3 separate regions of the Cricetulus griseus genome follow, and regions 2 and 3 are each linked to region 1. The links are chromatin contacts, called in public Micro-C maps. All regions are on one chromosome and are shown on one strand. The core of a region is the stretch at or near the end of the contact, and the rest is flanking DNA. Distances in the headings are between cores, read along the strand shown.

Evidence for each region. A called contact is a pair of places that touch in the nucleus more often than the background predicts.
Region 2: a contact with region 1 is called in a Micro-C map of the CHO-K1 cell line, with 5 times the contacts expected there. The contact joins two enhancer-like sites. A contact is called at or near these places in 3 of 8 Hi-C or Micro-C datasets (the CHL-YN cell line and the CHO-K1 cell line).
Region 3: a contact with region 1 is called in a Micro-C map of the CHO-K1 cell line, with 5 times the contacts expected there. The contact joins two enhancer-like sites. A contact is called at or near these places in 5 of 8 Hi-C or Micro-C datasets (the CHL-YN cell line, the CHO-K1 cell line, the CHO-S cell line and 1 more).

The regions. Positions count from the first base shown.
Region 1 is chr3:23,467,036-23,471,077 of CriGri-PICRH-1.0, forward strand. No RefSeq gene overlaps it. Among named protein-coding and RNA genes, the nearest start is that of Lgi1, 53 kb to the right of the region's middle. Within about 2 kb of position 2,681, at least 2 of the 6 cell types and tissues checked have open chromatin away from gene starts, as enhancers often do. A contact at or near this core is called in the CHO-K1 cell line, where this site is marked.
Region 2 is chr3:23,697,074-23,701,550 of CriGri-PICRH-1.0, forward strand. No RefSeq gene overlaps it. Among named protein-coding and RNA genes, the nearest start is that of Ffar4, 14 kb to the left of the region's middle. Within about 2 kb of position 1,883, at least 6 of the 6 cell types and tissues checked have open chromatin away from gene starts, as enhancers often do. A contact at or near this core is called in the CHO-K1 cell line, where this site is marked.
Region 3 is chr3:23,712,166-23,716,589 of CriGri-PICRH-1.0, forward strand. Cep55 (centrosomal protein of 55 kDa) reads right to left here. Exons shown (of 9, transcript XM_027407443.2): 6 at 3,815-4,125; 7 at 2,638-2,709; 8 at 836-961. Among named protein-coding and RNA genes, the nearest start is that of Cep55, 15 kb to the right of the region's middle. Within about 2 kb of position 2,881, at least 1 of the 6 cell types and tissues checked has open chromatin away from gene starts, as enhancers often do. A contact at or near this core is called in the CHO-K1 cell line, where this site is marked.

The DNA.
Region 1 (4,042 bases), core at 1,431-3,930:
GCAGCCTGCCTTCCTAAGTAACTGCAGTTTACTTTAAAATTCTTTTTTTTTAAAATCCCAAGTTTAGCTCCAGCTATTCACATTCCCGACCCCTGAACCTTGACCTGGTGACTCCTCTCCGTTTCTCTTTTGTCCTCGGCCTATGATGCTCTTTGCCCACTCTTCTCCATACCTCCCACCCTCCTGCTGCTCTGTCACTATGGTTACGATGAGGACCAGTTTCCACGCTGCCCCGTTCCATAGCTTCCGGAGTAATTTCCCTAGTGAATTCCAACTCAGTTATCTTTGTTCTAATCTCTTTCCATCAACAGATACATAAAAGGAGAGAGAGAGAGAGAGAGAGAGAGAGAGAGAGAGAGAGAGAGAGAGAGAGAGAGAGAGAGAGAGAGAGAGAGAGAGAGGAGAGAGACTAGCAGCTCAGATACCATAATTCTCCAGGTACCTCTTCTTTTTATATGAGAGAAAGACCTTGCCTCCTTCTCTACTGTAAACCCAAATCCACACACTTATTAAACAGCTCTTGGCTTTGTGGCTGTGAAAGCATTAAATATCCGTATTCTTTAAATATTTTCAGTTGAGGGATTTAAAAGGATCCATTTCTTAGAAAACAGTAAACTCAAGTAAGAACCCATGCTGTAACTTGGGAGAGACATCAAGGCAAAATGTCAACCAAGTCAGCCCAAGCTACAGTTGAGCCCTCTTAGGGAATAGCCTATGGCCTGTAATGAGGTTAAAAGCCAAGGCTGGGGCTAGGGATGTTCCCAGGAAGACAGAGAGGAAATGTTTCCATGGATTTCTGAGCAGCAATAATGATTCTGGAAGACCTTGGTATAGTAGCATGAGTTAGAAGAGCAGGGACATTTGTGTGTCATTGAGTGTTTGGGATTCTGTGTGCTGGATTTCTGGTTATTTAGGATCCTGTGAGCTGGGGAATTTTCCAGGCTTCTCTTGAGGTACAAGATAACCTGCTCAAGTCATGCATATTCTCATTCAAAGGAAGCAGCAGAATTATATTAACCTTTTCCCTAATCCTGTTGAAACTATGATTCATGGAGTCTATTCCCAAAGAAGACACATTTGATGGACATGGTCCAGTGACATGTTTTTAAATGGTGTAAGGTCTGGAACCCACAGACACACTTCTCAAAATGTGCCCACCCCACCCCCACCCCCACCCCATTCCCACCCACTCTCCCTCCTTGTAGGGCTCTTTTCTGAACCCCTGGCTTTCGGAACACCACTGACCCCCTCCCTAGGCTATCCTCTAGCCGACTTTGAGCTCTCTCCACCAGTCTTTCTCATTCCTACTTCACAGAAATCCCCAGACAGCTCCAGGGAGAGCTTTGGGAAAGCTTGGGAGTGAGTAGCAAAAACCAGACGTTTAACGCACAGGTCTCCTGGAAGAGTCAGTAACACATGAAAGTAAGGCTTTCGTTTAATCAGGAACAGGAACAAAGCTAGTCACGTTTTCTCTGAAACACCTAATGACAGGACAGGCATTAAGTAGTGGTGGCCCTTGTGTCACTTGCTCCCTGTACTTGAGATGGAGACTTGCTGCAAATTCAACCACTTTGTCTCCACAATAATCATCTAAGAAAGAGGCCCTTTAGGCTAGTCTATGAAGCCAGCTCTCTCACTGTGTGACCCATTGCATAGGTCAGAAAATTGCCCCTCTTTATAATAGGAAGGGAAGCTGAAGGACTATGGGGAAAAGGAAGGCAAAGTGTTTATGCCGTCCCTCTTTGTTGGGGGCAGTAGGATATTGATAGTCCTGATTGTGACTCTGTTTGGGCACACAGGAAAAGCTGTGTGATTGTTCCAAGGTGACTGAATTGTTCACATCTTACTTGAGCCCTCGTGAGTTGCTATGTCCAGACTCTGAAGCTTATGTTTTTGAATGCTTGCTCACCAGAAGGTGAGGTGGACCCTGGCTGGTGGAAGGTCGTCAGAAGAGGGTCTTTGAAGGGGCTGTCCGCCATCTGATGTCTGTCCTTACTCTGCCTTCTGATCTGCTGTGATGTGAACAACCTCTACCACAGACTCTCATTGTATGAACTGGGGTGCTCTAGGGTGCCTTCCCTACTCTTTTTGCCCCCCCCCCAACCATCCTTCTCATCGGGCAGAGGCTGGACCTTGGCAAACATTCAGCAAGGCTAATATCATTCTAGGTAGCCTGGGACTCTGTTTTTGGAAGAGATCCCCAGACTACTCTCTGGCAAGACATTGTCTTTCCAAAACTTCCTTGTCCACATTAGGCAAATCTTGTCTAGTTTCTGTTTCTTGGAGTGTAGAGGTCCACACTACCACATAGAGTCATTGAAACTGCATGCATGGGCTGGCCAGTTCTGTTGGCAGCTCTGTGGTGGGCACGGTAGACCTGTTCTTGAGCTGTGTCCCCCTCCCCCAAAAGCTATGCTTCATGTTGTCCACCTCCCCTTCTTTAGGACCCTTTGACAGACAGGTACCAGGCCCCTATTATGAAGTTACATGGCGTGGAGCCATATTGCATCTTCCAGGTAGAGTTGCTCTCTCATGCCTAGATGAATGATTCTGGCATTTATCATAATGGCTAATGGTTTGTTTCTGGGAAGGACCCAAAAGCACAGTCAGAGAATGTCTGAGATCATCAACTCTGCTCTGGTTCTTATTCGATTTGTTGTCAGGCAGTGGTATCTTTTCATCTTGGACCCCACACGTTGGGGTTGTTCTAACTCAAGGGCCTTTTTAGGACAAAGCCGCTTGCTAGGATGTAGTAATCGTTGTTACTGCTGTGACTCACTTGCCATTACATTCATGACGAAGTAACTGAGAATGTAGAAGTTTCCAATATCAGCATTAGTCACCCACCCTTTACCATTCCTACTTTTAAATGTATGTGCATGTGTGTGAGCTTATCTGCACTATGGGATGCAGCTGTCTGTGTGGGGGCAGAACAGGGCGTCAGTGCCCCTGGTGGAACTGGAGTTACAGGCAATGACCTGATGTGGGTGCTGGGAACTGAACCCAGGTCCTCTTCAAGAATAGCAGGTGGCCCTTAACTGCCGAGCCATCTCTCCACCCGCAGGTTGACCCTTTAAGCTGAGAGTAAAGGGGAAAGGATTCAGAAGATTCCAAGGGAGTGAAACCAGAAATCTTGGAATTAAAATAGACCAAATTTAGGGGGCCAGTCATACATGCCAAATTTCCTTCTGTAATGACATTGTCTACTGCAGGTTGGAAGCGTGTGATCTAAGGGTGTACTTCTGGGTAGATGTGCTTGTCTTTGCCATGAGAGCCTTTTTAGTAGATGGATCTGTTATAAAGTGGTCTGTATGCTGCCCTCAGTATAAGCATAACAGTGACCATCTGGCTCAGTCACCAATGACTAACAGGGTACTGGCATCCTAGCCTTGGTTCAGGTGTATGAGGAAGCAAACCCACCATCAAGCCAACAGTGGTCTCCATGAGACAGTCAGACTGGATGTGTGTGTGTGTGTGTGTGTGTGTGTGTGTGTGTGTGTGTGTGTTGGGAAGGGGACTTGGTGGCTTTTTCTTTGTCAGGAAAATTTCCCTTTTAAAAAGCTGTTCAAGATTATATGAAAGTCATATGAGGGACAGCAAGGTGGGTAAAGGTTTTTGCTATCAAGCTTGTTGACCTGAGTTCAATCCTAAGGACCTACATGGTAGAAGGAGCGAATGGACCCCTGATAGGTGTACGTACACACACACACATACACACACACACATACACACACACACACACACACACACACACACCACATACACAATAGGTAGATGTAACAAAGATAAATTTATTTGAAAAAGGAAGTCACTTTTAAAATTAAACAAGATAATTGGGTGGTGGTGGCACATGCCTTTAGGCACTTAGGAGGCAGAGGCAGGCGGATCTCTGTGAGTTTGAAGTCAACCTGGTCTACAGAGCGAGTTCCAGGACAGCCAAGGCTACACAAATAAACTCTTTCTCAAAAAAACAAAAACAAAAAACAGACAAAAAATGACCCTCCTCATTAAACAAAGAAATTCCAGTAATAGCAGGAGTCCC
Region 2 (4,477 bases), core at 633-3,132, 230 kb after region 1:
TCTGGGGTTTTTGTTTGTTTGTTTGTTTGTTTGTTTGTTTGTTTTTGTTTTTTTCATCTGTAAGATGGAAATGACTCTGGTTCCCTCACCAGCTTGTGAAAAGATGGTAACACCAGACAATGACGCCCTTGGAAGAGGAAGGGTTAAAAAAGATTGTGGTTTTCTTCTTTTTTAAAAGTATTTAACACATTGTACATGCTTTAAATATTTTAACATTTTAAGTGTTTATTTGTTATTATTGTACATGCGTGCTGGGGGTAGGGCATTCTATAGTCAGTACGTAGGGGTCAGAGGATAACTTTGTGGAATTGGTTCTTTCCCTCAACTCTTACATGGGGTCTAAGGATTGAACTCATGCCACCACACTTGGGGTCGCTGACGCCTTTGCTAGCTGAGCTAACTTGCTGACTCAAAATATTTTTAAGTAGTTGAATAATTCAAAGAGTGAATGAAAAGAAAACCAGGTTCTGTGTTTCTTTGTCATAGCCATGGGGAGGCTGTGGTGAAGGTACACAGGGACAAAGGGGGGGGGCAGCCAACTCCATAGTACTGTTCCCATTTCCACCACCCTGGGAAAACACTGGAAGTTGAAAAGCAAGGCTGGGTGGAACAGTACACAGGGGAAGTCAGTCTGAGGAGACAGACAAGCACGGATGACAAGCAGAGATGAATTTGGAAGTGTCATCCTTCAGGATGTGGGCAGGTGCAGACCAATGCAGCATTTCACAATGTGAGAACCACTACAAGTGTCACCAATTAGCCAGCTGAAACTTCTGATAGACTCGGCCACTTTGGACTACGTTGCTTTATCCTGTGTCCCCGGCATCTCCCAGGGAGGAGTCCACTGCAGGCAAGTTATCCTCACTACCTTTCCCCAAAACTGGATTTCATCTAAGGTAAATCCAATCCCAGTTTTTAAAATTGCTTGTAGGAGCTGGAGAGATAGTCCAGCATTTAAGGCCATTCACTGCTTTTGCAGAAGACCCAAGTTCCTTTCCCGGCACTTGGTCAGACTGTCCACACACACCCCTTCTGGCCCATGTGGGTACCTGCACACACGAGTCATTCACTTAAAACCACACTCACATATGCATAAGAATGAAAAATTCTGGGTTTGACTGTTTGCTTTTTGTTTTGTTTTGGTTTTTTGAGACAGGGTTTCTTGGTGTGTGTTCCTGGCTATCCTGGAACTCACTCTGTAGGAATTCAGGCTGGCCTCAAACTCAGAGATCCACCTGCCTCTGCCTCCCGAGTACTAGAATTAAAGTCATGCACCACCACCATCCAGCAGAATCTTTTTAAAAATTGCTTCGTGTTTGTGGCTTATGCTTAACGTCCAATTTATCTTTGAGGGTACTTTGACAAGGGCTCTAAAGCCAGTGCTTTGGTGGCTTCTAATAGAGCCTCAGGGAAGCCAGACAAAAAAGGCGACCGGGGTTCTTGCTGTTGGTAGTGGCTTGAATGGTGGCCCTTGGATTTCTAAAATCCCAAGGGACCTAGGTAGGGGACCCAGACACAGGTTACATGCCTACTCCATGTATGCATGCATACATAATACAGATACTTGGCTGTGGGGTGTACATCATACTTAAAATGCCTCCTCAAGGTACAAGGTCAACACTAGCTTCTCCATCCCCTTACAGCATGGCCCCTTTCCTGAACTTCGCCCTCAGCCACATTGCAAGAGATGGACAGTTCAGGAGGATGAGGAAGTCAGATGTGTACAGATGCAAGGAATGGTATCACAGACACCATCGTGGGCTGCTGGCATCCAGAAATGCAACACAAGCAACAGGTAGGTGTGCATTAGATCAGCCCCAGCTTGTAGACACTGCCTCAGGCTGGGCTAGCTCCAGGCCAGTCCTCTAGTCCTCCCACTGGAGAGTCTAGGAACTACAGAATGCCCTTCTCTGTTAACACAGCCACAGTGTGTTCCTCTGCATGCGTGTGGCAGCTCACGTCCATTTCAGTCCTGTTGTGCTAACATCTGGCTGAGGTTCAGACAGAGCCTTTGAGAGGCTTGGCTTCATCATACTCTTGTCGCCCTGCTCAAACAACCCATCTTCACCGAGCAGGTCCCCAGTGCCGATACTGTGTCCTCTATTTCTACAGCCGATGCAAGGCAGAGGCTCTGAGGCCAGGCTAACTCTCCCCTAGATTACTTTCCTTCTCTCCAAACTGTATTGCAAAACCAACCGCTTAGGCACTGCCAACCACTGCAGCTCCCATCCTCCGTGCCCAATCCTCCTGCTGTTCTAAAAGACTGCTGATGTGGTGGCTCGGGTCCCCCCCCCCCCCCCCGACCCAGCACCACCTGGGATCCTGAGAGGGTGAGCGTGTGTGTTCATGCATGTATACACATGCACATGTGTGAGAAAGGTGGGGTTGGTGACTCCGAAGCCATAAACCCTGAACTCTCAGCTTGTTAGTGAACTCATTAACCTCCTTTCTCATGCTCGAGGCTCTGCTTTGCCTTTGCCTTTGCCTTTGCTTTTTCTTTTTTCTTTCTTTTTTTTTTTTTTAGAAAGGAACATTTTCCTGAATTCAGCTTTTCCTAAGTCCTTAGAAGTGATGGGCAGCATTTACTGACCGCTCAATACACAATAAGCTCCGCGCTTATCATGGTAATACTGACTCACAAAAGTGTCACAGCCTGTGCAGAAGTTGAATGTTGTTATCGCCCTCAGTCTAAAGAGAAAACTGAGGTTGCAAAATACATTTTTCAGGAAATACGGTGCTGTTGATAGCTAACAGGAATTCCACCCCAACAAAATCAAACCAGAGAAAAAGGGGGAGAAGCAAGAAGAATGGCAGGAAAGAAGGAAGGAAAAAGAAGTAAAGTTGTCTCAGAGACACAAGTGAGCACAAAGTCCAACGGGCAGATCTGCTCTAGGCACATCTGGGCTGAGCTATCCAAAGACTTGTCTGGGTACCACCCTGCTTCCTCCTCTGGGTTGGCTTTGTGTCGACACCAAGTCTTACAGGGGAAGCGAGGCCACAGCAGTTCTTGCCTGCCCCCTGCCCATGCCACAAACTCTTCTAACATTTCTGGCAGGATTCCAAGACAGGCTCTCAATGGCGGGGCTGGAGTCTCCCATGTCTGGAATCCGGACAGGGATCGGGGAGGACAGGTTTCCAGTGCTGACACCACCGCAGGGTGGAGTGATGGACTCCGGGTAGCAGGGAGTACAGCTGGCACATCTATGACGTGGCACAGAAAATGGATTCTCCAAATCCAAAAGCAAGCATGAGCTCGCAATCCACTGTGATAGCCTTTGAGAACCATGAATGGCCCTGGGGATCTGGCTGTCCCCAGTTGCCAGTAATTAGCCAGGTTAGCTTTGGAGATTTACAGAAATGACACTGTGGTCCAATCTTCTGGAGCTGTAGAAATCAAATTAGACCTGGCATTAAAACGCATTTGAAAGAGTCAGATGTAAGGGACTACACTGTCCCTATGCACACTTTGCATCTTGGTTGGTGAAATCAGCTTAAATGTGACATTTTGCAATAAATGAATAAACAAAAACTTCCACCAAAAGTTGATACCTGGGCCTAAGAGATGGCTCACTGGTGAAAAGTGCCTACCGCACAGATCTGAGGACCTGAATTTGATTCCAAGATCCCCAGAAAACTGACACCTGAAAGGTGTCCTCTGACCTCCGAATGTGTGCCCTGCAAGCATGAACCTGCACACTTGCACCTGCACACAAGTGTACATGAACAGACAGCACACACATACACAAACAATAACAACTGTAACGTCTGTTATGTGCAGAAAATACAAAGAAGGAAAAGAAAAAGGCGAAATGAATGAAGCACCACCCAGAATCCCCCATTCTAGATGAATAGTATTACTATTCTCCTTTGTGTGTGGGGGGGCTTATCTTCTGCATAGGATGGTAATGTGTGTGTGTTAATAAAAAGAGGGTATGGGGCTGGAGGGATGGCTCAGAGGCTCTTCCAGAAGACCCAGGTTCAACTCCCTGCAACCACATGGCAGCTCACAACTGTCCACAACTCCAGTTCCAAGGGTTCTGGCACCCTCACACCAATGCACATAAAATAAATTTAGTAGCTGGGTGGCGGTTGCACACACCTTTAATCCCAGCACTCGGGAGGCAGAAGCAGGTGGATCTCTGTGAGTTCGAGACCAGCCTGTTCTACAAGAGCTAGTTCCAGGACTGCCTCCTAAGCCACAGAGAAACCCTGCCTGTAAAACCAAAATAATAATAATAATAATAATAATAATAATAATAATAATAATAAATTACAAAAAAATTACAAAATAATTAAAAAGATAGTGATTCATTCTTTCAAATTTTTCCCTTTTCCCTATAAACAATGCTGCAATCATTTATGTGGAGCTAAATATTTTTCTGCAGCATCATTTGGAAAGAAGAGTATTCTGTCATGGTTTAACAAATGGTTTTTACTCAACATTTAATTTTTCTTCTTTGTCTTATTTGTTGTTTTG
Region 3 (4,424 bases), core at 1,631-4,130, 250 kb after region 1:
AGCAACAAAACCCTACACAGAACAGCGAACAGCAGAGAATTTCAGTAGCTCAGATTGGTCATATACACAGATGACCAAAATGCTACATACCTTTAAGACTTTGCTATTTCATTTCTTTTAAAAAGAATTTAGAATAGCCAAGAAAGCTTAAACAGTCATATGTTACAGCTCATTATAAAGATATTTATTTATTGGTTTGGTTTGTTTTTTTGAGAAAGGATTTCTCTGTGTGCAGCTTTGGAGCCTGGCCTCAAATTCAGAGATCTGCCTGACTCTGCCTCCCGAGTGCTGGGATTAAAAGCATGCGCCAATACCACCCATAGAAGATACTTATTTTAGTAACATACAAGTTGTTACTTTAACAATTGCTTCCCCCCCTTAGAAACTAGGAGTTATATTTATAATATTTTCCCATTTCCAAATATTTTGCAGTTCTAGGACAATATATGTATGTGCACTAATGGGACATCTGGGCACATTCACAGACACATCAAAGAACCCAAATTCATTAGAAATATGAAAAAGAATGCCATGATGCTCTATTTTCTACTTTCTATGCAAGGTACTGTTGGGCATCTCTAGAATGGCAGCAGCCAGCTTGGGTAGGAGATGATCCCAGACCCCAGTAAAGTAACTATGAGCAAGAGTGTTGTAACGCCCCTCCTTCTAAAGTCCTGGATTGATGTTGTAAGGTTATGTACCACATACGGGGCAACTACTGATTTGAGATAAAGTTCATTTTAAGTTGTATTTCTGGTTTGGGGACTGAGCTGACACATCAATGGGGAGGTAGAAGAATGAATAATAAGTTTTATATTAGCCATTCAAAACTCACCAAGGATTCCAACTGTGTTATTTGACTTCTAGCTTTTCGGAGTTCTTTAAGAATCACATACAGTTGGTGCTGCATATTCTGGCGGTCAAGTTTTTCATTTTCAAAGTCTAGAGTACATGCCTGCATCTGGAATATATCAGGACAAGGCAGTTAGAGCTGGTAGATCCTACTTAGTTTTCTTCATTGAATGTTTGATGGGGGATGGCCTTCCGTATACTATGTGCTCTTACTGGCTGATGAATAAAATAGTTTGGCCAATAGATGCAGGAAGATAGGTGGGGTAAAGAGACAAGGGTTATTCTAGGAAAGAGAAGAACCAGAAAGGTCACCATGTATACCAGAAAGGAGTAACAGGTCCAGGCGTTCTCCAGTAAGCCAAGACCACGTGGAAATACATAGATTAATAGAAACAGATAAATAATTAAGATAGATAGCCAACAAGAAGCCCTAGCCATTGGCCAACAGTTTTATAACTAATATAGTATCTATGTGTTTATTTGGAGCTGAAAAGGGCGGCAGGACCTGGTGGGAAAAGAAAACTTCAGCAACAAATGTTTAGTCTTTATCAGCACAAGAGAATATTTGCTGGGTCTGCTTATCAAGAACTTATCTTAGCACAGCAAGATTATTAGTAAATGACCAAGTAGTGGTTGCACACACATTTAGTCTGAGTGCTGGGAGGTAGAGACAGGCAGATCAGTGAGTTTGAAGCCAGCTTGATCTACAGAGCTAGTTCCAGGACAGCTGGGGTTGTTGTACACAGAAATCCCATCTCAAAAACAAAACAAAAAATTATTAGTAAATGAAGTTTATGGCTAAAGAGCTGGTTTATGAACTAGCAAAGCCAAGACCTAAGGTACTGATGAGTGGGAGGCAGCTTAAGAAGTTACTGGTTGGAGTTATTCCTTCACATTCTTAGAATTTTTGGTGGGAAGTGGGAGATGGCTACTCCCTGGTTTGAAATACATTAAGAAATTCTACTATACATTTTAAGGATAAATGGTGTCTGATGGGGAATGTACTTGTGTGTATGTTTATCTTGATTGTTGAATAAAATACGGTTTGACCAATGGCAGCAAGTTAGGCAGGACTAGGAGTCAAAGAGGATTCTGGGAAATGTAGTAGAGAAGTGGTGTTCCAGGCAGGAAGTGACATAGCAAGGAGACTCATATTTAGCAAGGAAAACAGGAAGTGTCCCCTTTTCCCCTCCGCTCTTCCTCCAGCAGTGCAATGTGATCCACCAACAAGGAGGGACGCCAATAAGGCATCCGATAAGATAAATCTTATAAAATATATAGATTTATGATAATTGAGACTGAGCTAACAGATGGGAATCCTAGTCATTGGCCAAGCAGCTTTGAACCTAATACAAGTCTCTCTGTGCATTAATTTGGGCCCTAACTCGGGCTGGCAGCTGGCATAAAGCGCACACGTGGCAGTGGGGCTCAGGTGGCTTTTGGCGGAAAGATTTATCGTAACAGGTGTCCACTCTGCTTGAACTCACAGAGTGACCTAGTGAAAAACCCTGTAAGGCTAGAGTAGGAACTATAGTCATGGAAGAACAACATTTGCCAAAGCCAAGCTGTCAGGAAAGCTGCCACCACACCTCTAAGAATCTGGTTTAAGCTAAGAACAGATACAGAATATGTGAATGGTACAGAGTCTCTAAGAAAATGTGTGTTAGTCTTTTAAAACATTTTGGTTTACACCTTTCAAGTAGTTCTCCATAGAACAGTATAAATACCAGGGGACGTTCTGTTTTTTAGCAGCTCAACGAACTTTCGAGCATCCACAGTAAGTACCTGCTGCTCCAGCAGAGCTACCCTGGTCTGTTCCTCTTGGTGCTTTAACAGAGACTCGTAAAGAATGCGGACCTGGAGGACACAAAGAGAGCTGGCATTACTTCACCTGCCTCTCCTCACTAGACTTGTGATAGATGAGAAACCTATGTCACAATTCCCACCTCTAACCAGGACAACTCCTACTGAGCAATGACTCATTGCAGCTGGCTATCTGAGGCCTTCTACTTAAGCAGGATGAGCAGTGTCATCCTGACTAAGTTCCCTAAGCATACAGACTGAGTGATGGACACAGCTCTGTGTGGCCACACCCCCTTTCCTGGAGGCTCTGCTATCAGCCATCATTTCAGAGGATAACAAAGAGGGATGTGCCCTGTCTACACACAGAGCAAGAGCAAAATTTACTTATTTTTGTTTAACCTTTCCCAAATGTCACTACCCATACTTACAAGTCAAAGTTAGCAAAGTCAAGATGAAGGAAGAAAATATTAAGATTACTGACTCTTCCTCAGCTCTCAACTTCTGCAGGATGTTACAAATTACAATGACAATAACAATAATCTCCACTGGCATCTACTTAGTTTACAAAGAGCTTTATTATTACTCAGTTGCCCCATACAGCAGTCTTACGAGGCAAGTAGAGGCTATTATTCATTTGACTAGTGAAGGCTGTGAGTCAGAAGACAGGTCACGTACTCTGTCTAGAGCCCAAGTGTGAATTCCAAACACTGTTCTTTCTATGGGTTTCTATGTTCTTTCTAAGGTGCATTAGGAATTCATTTGAGCACAACATCAGCACACTCAACAGTACAGTCAAGGTATCAACTGGATAGCTCTCACTGCCTTTACTTCTCACATAATCACCTCTTCACTCATGTGATGTCCTCCACTGAAGGGGAATTCCCAGAGAATCACTATGCAGGATCCCGCCATCAAGTCTCTAAACACCATCACTTCTAGGAGACCACCAAGACCCTGTTTCTTCATCTCACATATTCTTCTTTTATTTTCCTTAGCTTATCCATTGACTTAGGTACTAACTTATGATCTACTTCCATGCTAAAATAGGAATGCCCAAAGGAGGCAGGGACTGTTCTGCTCCTTGCTGGCTGCCCAGTGTTCTGGGCTCCCTGACCCTTGGTTGAAGTGTGAAGAACAGAGAGCTCAGCGGCTGGCTCACCTGAGATAAGAGTTCTTCAGACTTTTTCCTCTCTTCTTCCAGTTTGCCCTTGAAGATGCTGCTCTCCTCCCTGAGTCTCTGGATCTTCTCTGTCTTGTGTCTGTCCTCTTCCAGGTGTTCTATGTCTGCCTTCCGCTGTGAACTCAAGAGTTGGTTTAAATCTTCAACCTCTTTCTGAGTTTCTTCATATTTTCTTCTAAATTCATCAAGTTCTGAACGCAACTGAGTTACGGTTTGTCGTTCAACTTCAAGATCTTTTTTGGCATTTTCTAAGAGATGATCATATTTTTTCTTTTCCTCTTGAAGATAACCTGTAACAAACAACATTAAGGCACAATAGATTTTGTAACAGCCCAAGAAATTAAAACTCCAAACATATTCCTACAAATGAGACCTCAACATTTCTTCAGCTTATAAAATGAAGAATCAGGAGGTGGGGGCTATGACTGGCATTTGAGATGTGTAGTGATATGTTATTTATGATTTATTAAAGTTTGACTGAAGAGTCAGAAAAGCAAAGTCAGCCTCAAGCTATAGAGATCAAGCAATGGTGACTCACACCTTTAATCCTAGGGCTCCCGATTAAGAGACAGATGGATCTCTGTGAGTC